3 separate regions of the Sus scrofa genome follow, and all the other regions are linked to region 3. A link is a contact called in public HiChIP or PLAC-seq data. All regions are on one chromosome and are shown on one strand. The core of a region is the stretch at or near the end of the contact, and the rest is flanking DNA. Distances in the headings are between cores, read along the strand shown.

Region 1 (3,767 bases), core at 1,208-3,707, 120 kb after region 3:
TTGGCAGGAAGAGGAATCCTGCTCCTCGACAAGCAGCACTCGGGGGCCCCAGTACCCTGGCTTCCCAGCCAGCCAATCACAGCAGCCGGCACGCTGCCCTCCTCCCCGGGAGATGGGGCCCCAGGACTCCTGCTCTGACCAGGCGGCTGCAGAGCAAGGTGGAGGAAGGTGCCGGCTCAGCCCTCTCCCCCAGACCCCCAAGCATGATCTGCAGGCCCTCAGCAACCTCCTCTCCCAGCTCAGTGGGGAAGGAGAGCCCATCACTCCTCTGTCTCGGAAGCACCCAGCCTGAGTTCCCAGCAAGAGGCCCAGGGAGCCACTTCCCAAACCACAGGAGTGACAGCAGCTCCCCACAGGGTTATGAAAGACCTTGGGCAGAGTGGGTGGGCCTGGGGAGAGGCCATCATTATCACATCGGAAGCAGCTGCAGCTCAGCCCCCCTGTCTGTCCCTCAGCTCTGGCCTTTGGCTAAGGGGGAAAGGGAGAGATGATTCCACCAGGCCAGGAGCAGCTGCTCAGGTTTTTCAGAGAGAGGCTAGGAAGGGAGGATTCGGAAGGAGCGGTCTCCCTGGGGAGAGAAGAGGAAGGAGAGAAGAAGGTGGGACCAAACGCCACGGCCCTGCCTCAGAGCCACCAACGCCTGGCTTTAATCTGCTCTGGGAGGCTTTTCCATCACAAAGTCCACACACTGGGATAAAGACTCAACCGAGCCCCCCTCCCCCACACGAAGCACATTCCACTCCCCGACTCCAGTGGGGGTGCGCAGGCACGTCCTGCTGCTGCCAATAAATAACTCACGGTGGCTGTGTAAACCCAGAGGCAAAGTACTAGTGAGTGTAGACATGCAGTTTGACTTGTTGCTATCTGGAGGAAAGACCAGGAAGGAGTGGCACCCCCTGGAGGCCAGGAGAAGGGGATTTAGTTCCTGCCGGCAGCGCAGGCCTGGGAGCGCGTGGGGGGGGGGAACGGGGGGGGGCGGCTACGACCTGGGCGGGGGCTACGCTGACCATCACACCACACGGCCCCATCCTTTGTCCAAAAAAAATTTAAAAAGCCTCTGCTACCCTGTGCAAGGGCAGAAAGCCGCCCGAGGTCTTAGCTTTCCTTTTTCTGGTGAGTGAGGAGGCAGGAGATGTTGGGGGGCGGGGGGAGTTGTGCACGCACCCGCAGCTGGCGGGGAGAGACAGAGTGGTCCGTGTAGATGCACAGTTTTTCGATGGTCAGGGGCGTAGTCTCGCGCAGCTTGGAGGCCAGCAGCATGCAGACCGCACCCAGGAGCTGCAACTGCGCCTTGCGGGTGGGGACGCAGGACAGGTAGCGATCCAGGTAGTTCATGGCCAGGGGGAAGACTTCCTCCTCACAGCGCTGCTCCTCACACACCTGGGGGAGGGCGCACGGTCATTTCTGGGACAGAGGCAGAGGAGACGCAGCAGCACTAAAGGTTGGGGGGGGGGGCTGAAAGGGATTGGGACGGGGAGCAAGAAATGGCAGGGGGTAGGTGTCCTTACAGTGACAGGGACTAAAACGCAGGATGCGCCTTCCCCAAGGTGACGCCCCCCCCACTTCCTCGACGTTGCCTCCACCCCCACACCCGGGGCTGGGGAGAGGGGGGCTGTAAGCCAGAGGCTCCCTTAAGGATTCCAAACTGAGTCTGCCCTCCCCCATACCGAGGGCGATGGGGGACGGACGAGTCACCCACTGTAGCCAGAGAACTGGGACCTTACCCCCATTACCGCCACCCACTGCACACACCCAAAGGGAAGGGAGGAGACTCCAGCCGCGGCCTCCCGCACTTTTCATTTCCCTGACGGCCGGAACAGCGCGCGCCACCCCCACCGCCTTCCCCGCCAGAACCCCGCGACACACACAGGAACCGGCTCTGCGGCGGGGGCGGCTGAGCCCAAGGTTTTCCAGCCGCGCTCTCCAGAGAGGGCCGGGCAGGGGAGCAAGGCAGGAGACGCTGGGAGAAGCCGGAGGGGAGAGGGTGGCCCTTGTCCCGCTTTCCCGGCCCAAGAGAGGGTTAGTTAGGGTGCCAAACGACTGGCAGTCAAAGCCAGGGTTGGAGAAGAGAAAGAAAGGACCACCTGGGAGGCAGCCGGCTAGGGTGCGCGAGCGCAAGGCCAGGCCCCGGGGATGTGCGCCACAGAAACATCTTGATGATTGTTGTTGGGACCAGGATGTCCCGACAGGGCGGCCCCGGGATGTCCGGAGCTGGGGGACGCAAGGGTGGCGGGGGAGGGGAGACCAGTCCGGGCGGTACCTCCAGCATCCAGTACGCCAGCATCTTCCGCATGTGCGGCTTGATCTCCCTCTGCACACATTGGAAGTAGGAGGCGCGGGGCACATAGCGCTCCTCCAGGCGGAGCAGGCTCTGCAGGACCCGCTGGTCCCCCAGCAGCCGCGGGTCCGGCCCGGCCCGGGGCGCGTGCCGGGTGCCCTCGCAGCACAGCAGCTCCATACTCGGGCAGCGCACGGGCAGGGCGGGAGTGCGGGCTGGCGAGCCAGAACGCAAGGCGGCGGGCCGGAGAGCGCGGGGCGCGGGACTGGTGCTGGCGCTGGCACTCCGCGTTGGAGCCTCAGCCCGCCCCCGCCGCCGCGCGCCGCTTCCCTGACAGGCGCCCCGCCCCTCGCGACCGAGTAGCAACCGTGGAATGCTCGGACGTCGCGACGTCCCAAGGGGCGGGGCCTCCGGCGCCCAGACGGAAAGGGCGGGCGGGCGCTCCCCCCCACCCCGCCCCCGGGCGGCCGTATTGGTCCGCCGGGCGCGGGCCGGCCGGCTTCCGGGCGCTCCGAGCCTTCTGACCACCCGGTGCAGAGAGGTACTTTGGAGGTGGGGCTCTTCCCCACCTACAAGCCCTCCCGTTTGGCTGCTCAGACTCCAGTTGCCCAGGAAGAACTTTTCTCCAAAGGTTATTCATTCATTCAGTCAGTCATCAAACCCGACTTCACCCGCTGCTTGCTTTAGGGAATATGAATAATAATAAAGTAGCTAGTTCTTAAAAAAATAAAAAAAAGCTAGTTCTAGGTGAAGACTGTTGTAAGCACTTTTGATTCTTCATGAAAAAAGCTATGAATTAGGTCTTGTATTGGTTTTGAAATTGAGGAAACCGAAACACGGTAAATACAGTCTTAGTCTGAGCTATAGGATTGGGAAGCTGACAGTCTGACTCCAGAACCTGTGCTCTGCACCATTCCCTGCAGGATCAAAATCTGCATTTCAACAAGATCCCTGGTGATTCCTGTGCATATTAAAGTGCTAGAAGAGCTAGTCTAAATCCGCACATTTCAGAAATACAACGGGGCGGAAAGACCGTGGATTCAAGGCCTCACCTCTTCAAGTTGGCTGTGTGGCCTTGGAAAAACCCTGAAGTCCGCCTTAGTTTCTGTCTGAGGAAAACATGGGTGGGGAAACTAGATCCTTTTTGGAAGAGTTTCTTTAATTTTTGTTTTTCTTTTTATTTTTTAGGACCGCACCCAGAGCACATGGAGGTTCCCAGGCTAGGGGTCGAATCGGAGCTACAGCTGTCGGCCTACGCCAGAGCCACAGCAACACCAGATCCAAGCCTCATCTTCGACCTACACCACAGCTCACAGCAACGCCAGGTCCTTAACCCACTGATTGAGGCCAGGGATCGAACCCAAAACCTCATGGTTCCTAATCAGATTGGTTTCCACTGCACCACCACAGGAACTCCTCTGGTAATGCTCTAAATAGGAGGAGGCCATGGGGATCCCTGCCTCTCCTGGGGTCCTCCAAGTAGAGGAAA
Region 2 (3,787 bases), core at 532-3,031, 98 kb after region 3:
AGTGTAGGTTGCAGATGCAGCTCGGATCTGGCATTGCTGTGGCACAGGCTGGCAGCCACAGCTCTGATTCAACCTCTAGCCTGGGAACTTCCATGTGACACAGGAACGGCCCTAAAAAGAAAAAAAGAAGAAGAAAAAAAAAAAGCTGTAGGAACAGCCCTAAAAAGAAAAAAAGAAAAAAGAAAACAAAAACAAAAACAAAAACAACAACAGGGGCCTCACAGCAGAAACTGACACAATGTTGTAAATCAACTATATTTTAATTTAAAAAAGAAAAGAAAAAAACAACAGGGGCTTCCAGGATTCCATGCCTCTGCGGAGGAAACTTTTCATCTCCATTCTTCACATCCTCCTTACACTAAAAGACTTCCAAAGAGGCTCATGATGTCAACTGCAGGAAGCAAATGTGCAGTCACTGACAAGTGTGCAAGACTTGGGTGACTGGGAGGAAGAATTCCCACAGGCTCTTTTCTTATATGAAGACTCTATAGCCACTGACTCCTGATACCCTGGCCTCTAGCCCTCTCTGATTGGAAAGATGCTCCAGATACCTTTTTTTTTTTTTTTCTTTTAAGCCCTGAAATCTAGCATTTTGGAACTAATGCCTCCAAGAGCATGAGGCCCATATTTCCCTGCACTCTGACTCATAACACGTTACAGATATTAAGTCCACAGAAACTAAACCAAGCATGTAATTAAACATAGTAGGAAACAGGTTCTGAGGAGGTGATGTGCCTAACATCCCAATCTCCTAACTCCCAATAGCTTCTTTTTTTCCCCCTCTAGACCCGAGATCTTAAAATGGCCAAATTAGAACTAGACACAGGCTGGTCTAACTGCATTTAGTGGCCATAGGGAAGGGCAAAAACCTAAAAAAGATACTGCCTTCAATGTTGTCTATCTCCCTCCCCACAACCCATCCAACCTTGACTGCAGATGGGTCCTAAACCCGACATACTATTTCCGACCCCAGGCAGTACTGTGGGATGACGAGCAGGAAGAATATACCAAGAAAAACGGAAGGAGGTACGCGACCACTGGTGGATTCTTAAGATAAAAATTTTTAACCTGCCACCTTTGAGAAAGAAGGGGCGCATCTCCGAGGAAAAAGGCCCGCAGATTTCGCAGCCCTCACAGTGGTCCCCTCACCCACACAACTCGAGGGCATCTCTCTCAGACCCTGATCCCGATCCTCCTCTCGGGGACACTGGAGGCTCCACCGGCCCTTCACCACCCCAAGCTTCGCCCCACGAAATCCCTTGAAGTCCTACCAAGTCACTCCCATGATGTTAGGCCAGGAAGATGACAGTACTGAACAGCTGATACGCAGTGCTCTGCTGCAGCCCACGCGAGGTGAAACCACCGACCTAACGAAAGCTTCGGTAGTAGGAGGTGCTCCGGAAATAACGTAAAAAGTGCGAGTCCCTTCGGCGGCCACGAGGAACGGGGCGTACAGGCGCCTCCAGTGACGTCACTGCAGGGCTCCGCCCCCTAGGCTTGCAGCTCGGGGACTTCCTATTCGACAAATCACCCCGGGCCTAGATTCATGAAGCTAAGAAAGCGTGGCTTGGACTGCCACTGCTTAGAGAAGGCGATGTTAATTGCAATGAGTTTATTCGGGAGTCCAGCTCCAGGACTCAGGAGCTCTATCAGGGGGTGGGGCGGGGATGGTGGCAGGTCCGGCCTCCGAACACCAGGGGGCGCTGTAATCACCGTCTGGCCTCTGGGGAGTTCCCTGCGCCGGCGCACTCAGAGCTTTTCCTCTGTCCCCACATGTGAAACTTCCCGGCGAGGTTTTCTAGCGAAATGCCCAAACTCAAGGCCGCCCGCGGGGCCGAGGGTCAGGAAAAGCATGCGCCCCTGGCCGACCAAATCCTGGCTGGGAATGCGGTGCGGGCGGGGACCCGGGAAAAGCGGCGGGGTCGCGGAACCGGAGAAGAGGAGGAGGAGTACGTGGGGCCTCGGCTGACCCGACGGATTTTGCAACAAGCGCGGCAGCAGCAAGAGGAGCTCGAGGCTGAGCATGGGACCGGGGACAGGCCGGCGGCACCTCAAGATCGCACCACGCGGCTGGGTGAGTAGCGAGAGTGGGTGCGAGAAAGAGGATGGGTAGTTGGTAGTGGTAGGCTGAAAAGTGTCCGGCAGGATAATAGTTTGGAATTAAAAAAAAAAAAAAAAACCCAGGGGGGCGTATTACACTCTAGCAAAGGTAATGGAATGGGAGACCCAGCCCTGGCCGGATTTAGGGTGGCTGGAGACCTTCACCTAAAAGTTGAGAGTTAAGTTTTATTTGGAGCAAAATTAGGACCTAGGCCCGGGAGACAGAATCTCAGGTAGCACGGAGGAAACCGGTGCGAGGAGGGGAGCTAGGATATGAGGCAGGTAGTGTTGCCAAAACTCTGTCTCTGTCCTCCGATGCCCAGTTGAAGCACAGAGACAGGGTTTTGGGTGAAGAAGAAAAAGATATCTCTATTGCTCTGCCAAAGGAGGGCCAGAGCAGGTTAGTGCCCTAAAGACTATGGTCCCCTTGAGAGAGATTAGGAGATGGTTTTACAGTGTAAGAGTGGAAAATAGAGCCGCAGTTAAGGACCAGGGTCGAGGCAAACTTGCACGGTTTCTCACGCTCCTGTTTAGTGGCCCCAGGACTGGTTCTGGTGGTCCTCCTTTTTTCCACTGAAGAATGCTTCATACTTCATCAAGTAATAGTTCTGCAGAAGGGCTCAAAGATACTATGTATATTCCTTGAGGAGGAATCTGGACCTGCCCCAAGGTTGCACTATTGTCTCTGTTTTTTGTTTTTTTTTTTTTTTGCTTTTTAGGACCGCACCTGTGGCATATGGAGGTTCCTGAGCTAGGGGTCCAGTCAGAGCTGCAGCTGCTGACCTACACCACAGCCACAGCAATGCCAGATCCAAGCCATGTCTGTGACATGCATCACAGCTCATGGCAACACCAGATCCTCCAAGGCCAGGGATCAAACCCGCATCCTGGATGCTGGTTGGGTTCATTACCACGGAGTCACAAAAGGAATTCCTGTACTATTGTCTTTTAACTGTTCCTCCCCAGTCTCTGCATCCTCACCCTCCCCTGATTAGCAACTGTGTGAACCTGCCCTTTGGAACTCTGAGAAGGTCATGGAGGCTGAAGTTTATTTCCCAAAACAAGAAATGGATGACACAGAAAGGCTTGTGCCCAGGAGCCCCATGGGGCTCTGCTCAGTTACAAGACCTGAAACGGGGGAGTTTCTGCTCTGAGCAGAAAGAAGGATACCGTTTAAGGGCTAAAGAGGGAAAGAGATTAATTAAAAGAGGGTCAGTTTTTCCTTACTAGGCTGGGAGTATTGACCTCCAAGTTGCTTGTTTAGTCCAGGTCTCAGATCTCATCTTTCATTTGCCCTGTGAGCCATGTTCACAGTGAAACACTAGCCTCCTGGCTGCAGGATCAAGATTAAAGACATCACATCCCAGTTTTACTACTTCCTGACATCTCAGTATCCTTTGCTGGCTCCTCTTTTGTCCTCCACTTTTTTTTTTTTTTTTTTTTTTCCCTTAGTTCCCAGGCCTGGGATTGAACCCAAGCCACCACAGTGACAGGTCCTTGGACCTCTTAACTTGTGTTCACTTTTTTGGTGCTGTCATCAGTTTCAAGGTTTAAATACTATTTGGTATTTGGTCACTGCTTCCAAGATCATATTCTAGCCCTGACCTTTTCCCTGCAACCCAAGTTCTTATATTTCAGCTACCTGTTCAGCCTCTCCAATTTGAAGTCTAATAGACATCTCACATTC
Region 3 (4,134 bases), core at 1,212-3,711:
ATATTGCCTGACCCTTGAGGAGGAGGAGCTGGCCGAACTGAGGCTCTTCTGTGCCTGGCGGAGGAGGGAGGCCCTGGGACAGGGGGTGGCCCGCCTGGTACCTCCCAAGCTTGAAGAATGCACCTGTGAAAAGGTATGTAGCACCTCCCCGTATTCTCCTTCCTTCTCTTTGCCCTCCCACTTCCGAAGACGGGGCTGGAGGGACTCTGGTTTGGGGTGGGGATTGACAGTTGGGCAATCGTTAGGAAAAAGGGAAACCAAATTTAGGGGTTCTTGGTGGAGCCTGCAGTGGAGGTGGGCTTGCAGTTAGGTTAGGGTTGGGATGGAAGAATCAGGAGGGGAGGTAGGAGGGTGGGGCAGCCTCTGACCAGCCCAGCACCCTGGCCCCGCAGTGCAGGGAGCCGCTGAGGCCAGGGGAGTATGGAGTGTTCGCAGCCAGGGCAGGAGAGCAGTGCTGCTGGCACCCGGCTTGCTTCGCCTGCCAGGCCTGTGGCCAGGCCCTGATAAACCTCATCTACTTCTACCACGATGGGCATCTCTACTGCGGCCGTCATCATGCGGAGCTGCTGCGGCCTCGGTGCCCGGCTTGTGACCAGGTACAGTGTCTAGGGGAGGGGCTGGAGGGGTTTTGCCCAGGGTCCAGCGATTCAGGATGTAATGAGACACCTCTTCCAGTACCACATAGTAAGGTACAGAGAACTAGGAGCCAGTTCTAGTTGTATTGTTGCCTTTGTGCCCTCCCCCACCACAAGCAAAGACCCCCAGATTTTCTTGAACTAGAATTTCTCCAGAGCAGGGACTCCTGGACAGACGTTCATCTCAGTAAGCCGGGTGCCCAGTGCTGTGCCTGCTCCTGCGAGGAACTGCTGTAACGTTGGCACAAGAGGCAGCACAGAACCCTGGGTTGGGCATCCAGGCGACCCGGGTCGTACTTCTTCAGACTGTGCCACTTGCTAGCTGGGGGATCCTGGCTAAGCCAATTAGCCCTCCCCGCATCCGAGAGTGGCTGAGTAGATCAGATGGGAATGTCTGTAGACGTGCTTAGCGTTAACTGGGCATAAGGCGTGGTTATCGGATGGATGAATGAGTGAATGAATGAATGAGCCGTTCCCCTCTCCCTCTCCCAGCTGATCTTCTCCCGGCGTTGCACCGAGGCCGAAGGACGGCGCTGGCACGAGAACCACTTCTGCTGCCAGGACTGCGCCGGGCCCTTGGGCGGGGGACTTTATGCCCTGCCGGGGGGTGACCCCTGCTGCCCCAGCTGCTTTGAGAGTCGCTATTCAGATGCCGGCTCGAGGCCGGCTGGAACCCAGGAAGGCAGGGCGTCCCTGGGTAAGGGAGGAGAAGGAGCAGATAGATCAAAGGGGAAGGGGGCAGCGGCTTGGGCTGGGCTGAGGGGGGGCGTTCTCCCGGGCTGGGACCCTCACCCCGGTCCCACGCCGTCCCGTCCCTCCAGTAGCGCCCCCGTCGTCCCCACCGCACCCCAGACCCGAGCCTCGGGGCCCGCAGCTCTCACCGCGCCTCCCTGGCCGGAGCGCTCCAAGGGCCTCCCGAACCCTCCCCGCGCCGCGGTTGGGGCTGCGGCTCGGGACTCGCTCCGGAGCTGGGGCCGCGGCTGCCCTCTGGTGGGCGGAGGCGGGGTGGGGCGGGAGCCGGGAGAGGACTTGCGGCGGCGGCGCGCACGGCCCAGGGGCGGGGCGGGAGGCTGGGCCCCGACGGGGACTGGCCGCCCGGATCCTGCAGAGAAGACTAGAGGCTCTGAGGCGGGTGTTTCTGACCCGGCCTGGCACAGGAGAGGCGGAGCTCGGCAGAGGTGAAGACCCCGACAGCTACCTGCGGAAGTCTGCGTCCATCTCCCGGGCAGCCCTTCTCGCCACTGGCGACAACTCTAGTGTGGAAACCCAGACGGAGATGCTTGGATCCAGTCCGGAGCAGGAGTGTCAAGCTGGGAACAAAGCGGAGGCACCCAAAGGGCAAGAGCAGAGCCTCCTGGAGACTCCTCTTGATCCCAAGGAGGACGCTCCCTGCCCCACCTGCTCCTCTTCCTCTGAATCGGAACCCGAAGGATTTTTCTTAGGCCAGCGGCTTCCCCGGCCCTGGGAGACCCCCAGAAGTCTCCAAGCTGGGGACAGCGACACCTCCAGGAAGCATTGCACCATTTGCTAGTAGCGCAACCCGGAGAATGAGGGGCTGGTGGGAGGGTGAACTGTAGGGCAAGAGAGCGAGGTTCCCCCCCCCAATATAAAAATCCTAGACTGAACGTTATCAGGGCCGTGGCTGGGAGAGGCGGCGAGATGATAAATTCGGAGTGCTTCCTTTCAGCCCGCACACTTTTCGTGGAGACTCTTGTGGAACCCCATTCCCCAAAGCTACGCATCCCCTCTAAGAGAGCCCCTATCCGACCCCAACAGGCTGGGCAGCCCCATCCCCCTCATCCTCCTCCTGAGCCAATGAAGTGATCACTCAAGAGACCACTAGTGATGATGACGGGTGGGCGAAAGCCAAGAGGGAGCTGGAGGTGGAACCCGACCAGGGGAGGTTGGAGCTGGGCGGCGCTTCGCTTCCCGCAGAGCTTGGAGTTCTCCCTCCCTCCCGGAGTCGGGTCGAGCTGCAGCAGCGGCGCCCTCTGCCTGCTGGTAGCCGGCGGAAGTGCAAGACCGGAAATTGCGTGATCCGCCGGCGCCGGCACGGTGGGTAGAGAGAGGCCTCGCAGAGTTCGGAGGTGCTGCCATGACTTCCACTGGGGTTGGCGTGAACCCTGCGGGCTCGTCAAATGAAGCTCCCGAAATTCCAGACAACGTGGGAGATTGGCTTCGGGGCGTCTACCGCTTTGCTACCGATAGGAATGACTTCCGGAGGTAACCGAGGCGCGGGAGCTGGGTCCCTTCTTCGCCGAGGCTAGACCCTCCCGATTTTTTACACTGCCAACATCTTGATCTCTTCGTGGCTCTGGGTGTGCTTTGCCGAGGCCTTTGACTGGGAGAGTTCCGCCCGGCCAGAGCGCTCTTTTCAGTCGCGGGCTCTGTCTAGAGACTCTCACCCTGACCACAGGGACCCAGGGAGAGGAGACACCAACACGTAAAACAGGCTTTTCGACCCTGAAAGGCTGCTTTGCACTTGACTCTGCTGTTATTAGATATGGAAACGCGCCCTAAATAACCACGTGGGTCTTGGGCAACCTATTACGGAATGATCAACGCTTCTGCGATTTTAAGCAATGTTTTTGCCTCGGGGAGGTTTTTCTAGGGTGATGATGGGAAGCCTTTTCCCTCAGTGTCTTTCATTAACCGAAGACACTTGACTCAGGGACCACAGGGTTAATGGGATGCATTTTTTTTTTTTCTTTTTTAAGTGCCGCATCTGCGGCATATGGAGGTTTCCAGGCTAGGGGTCGAAATGGAGCTGTAGCCGCTGGCCTACACCACAGCCACAGCGGTGCAGGATCCGAGCTGCGTCTGCCGCCGACACTACAGCTCACGGCAAAGCCGGATCCTTAACCCACTGAGCGAGGCCAGAGATTGAACCTGTGTCTTCACGGTTACGAGTCAGATTCGTTTCCTCTGAGCTACGACGGGAATTCCATGGAATGCATTCTCTTTCCAGGAACTTGATCCTCAATTTGGGGCTCTTTGCTGCAGGCGTTTGGCTGGCCAGGAATTTGAGTGACATTGACCTGATGGCACCTCAGCCAGGGGTTTAGCCATAAAGGTAAGCACTAACCACTGTTCCACTTGTTTTAGGCATCCTGTAGGCTGGGAGAAGATATAATTTATATCAGCCATTCACACAACAGTTTAATGGTTAATAGGAGAGAGACTGGATGTAAAACCAACTCTTGGCTATTCCTGGTTAAATGTGTTTCCAGATGTTGCAAGGTTTTTGAGTCAATTACCAGTTTCCCTCCAGTGATTTTACATTTCTAATGCCACCTGTTGTCTGATTGCAGACACATGGAACCCCTGTGCTGTCCTCCAACCTTCCAAAAACAGAGCATCCCATCTGTGACCATCACAAGACTTGCCCTGATGGCAGCTGACGTTTGATTCAGATGGGCAGCCTTCCTTCCCTGCTTGATTTCCTTTTCTTTGCTGAGTCCACTCAGAACACCCTCCTCTGGTCAGCAGGCAGGCCTCA

The links. HiChIP or PLAC-seq counts read pairs in DNA pulled down with a chosen protein or histone mark.
Region 1: an H3K27ac HiChIP or PLAC-seq map of alveolar macrophages shows a contact between it and region 3. The contact joins the promoter of CCND3 here to the promoter of TOMM6 in region 3. A contact is called at or near these places in 3 of 5 promoter capture datasets (fetal liver, fetal skeletal muscle and liver), 10 of 47 Hi-C or Micro-C datasets (alveolar macrophages, blood, brain and 4 more) and 2 of 2 datasets of contacts at active chromatin or transcription factors (alveolar macrophages and skeletal muscle).
Region 2: a contact with region 3 is called in an H3K27ac HiChIP or PLAC-seq map of alveolar macrophages. The contact joins the promoter of BYSL here to the promoter of TOMM6 in region 3. A contact is called at or near these places in 4 of 5 promoter capture datasets (fetal liver, fetal skeletal muscle and liver), 14 of 47 Hi-C or Micro-C datasets (alveolar macrophages, blood, brain and 7 more) and 2 of 2 datasets of contacts at active chromatin or transcription factors (alveolar macrophages and skeletal muscle).

Annotation. Positions count from the first base shown.
Region 1 is chr7:37,092,355-37,096,121 of Sscrofa11.1, forward strand. It overlaps CCND3 (cyclin D3), which reads right to left and starts at 2,458. Exons shown (of 5, transcript NM_001078678.1): 1 at 2,261-2,458; 2 at 1,165-1,380. The coding sequence starts at 2,458.
Region 2 is chr7:37,072,736-37,076,522 of Sscrofa11.1, forward strand. BYSL (bystin like) reads left to right here and starts at 1,782. Exons shown (of 7, transcript NM_001130731.1): 1 at 1,782-2,074. The coding sequence starts at 1,807. It overlaps MED20 (mediator complex subunit 20), which reads right to left and starts at 1,415. Exons shown (of 4, transcript NM_001206352.1): 1 at 1,272-1,415. The coding sequence starts at 1,285.
Region 3 is chr7:36,974,017-36,978,150 of Sscrofa11.1, forward strand. It overlaps TOMM6 (mitochondrial import receptor subunit TOM6 homolog), which reads left to right and starts at 2,462. Exons shown (of 1, transcript XM_013977927.1): 1 at 2,462-2,862. The coding sequence starts at 2,731. The coding sequence ends at 2,862. It overlaps PRICKLE4 (prickle-like protein 4), which reads left to right. Exons shown (of 8, transcript XM_021098686.1): 3 at 1-133; 4 at 393-596; 5 at 1,128-1,332; 6 at 1,793-2,858; 7 at 3,604-3,708; 8 at 3,947-4,134. The coding sequence ends at 2,166.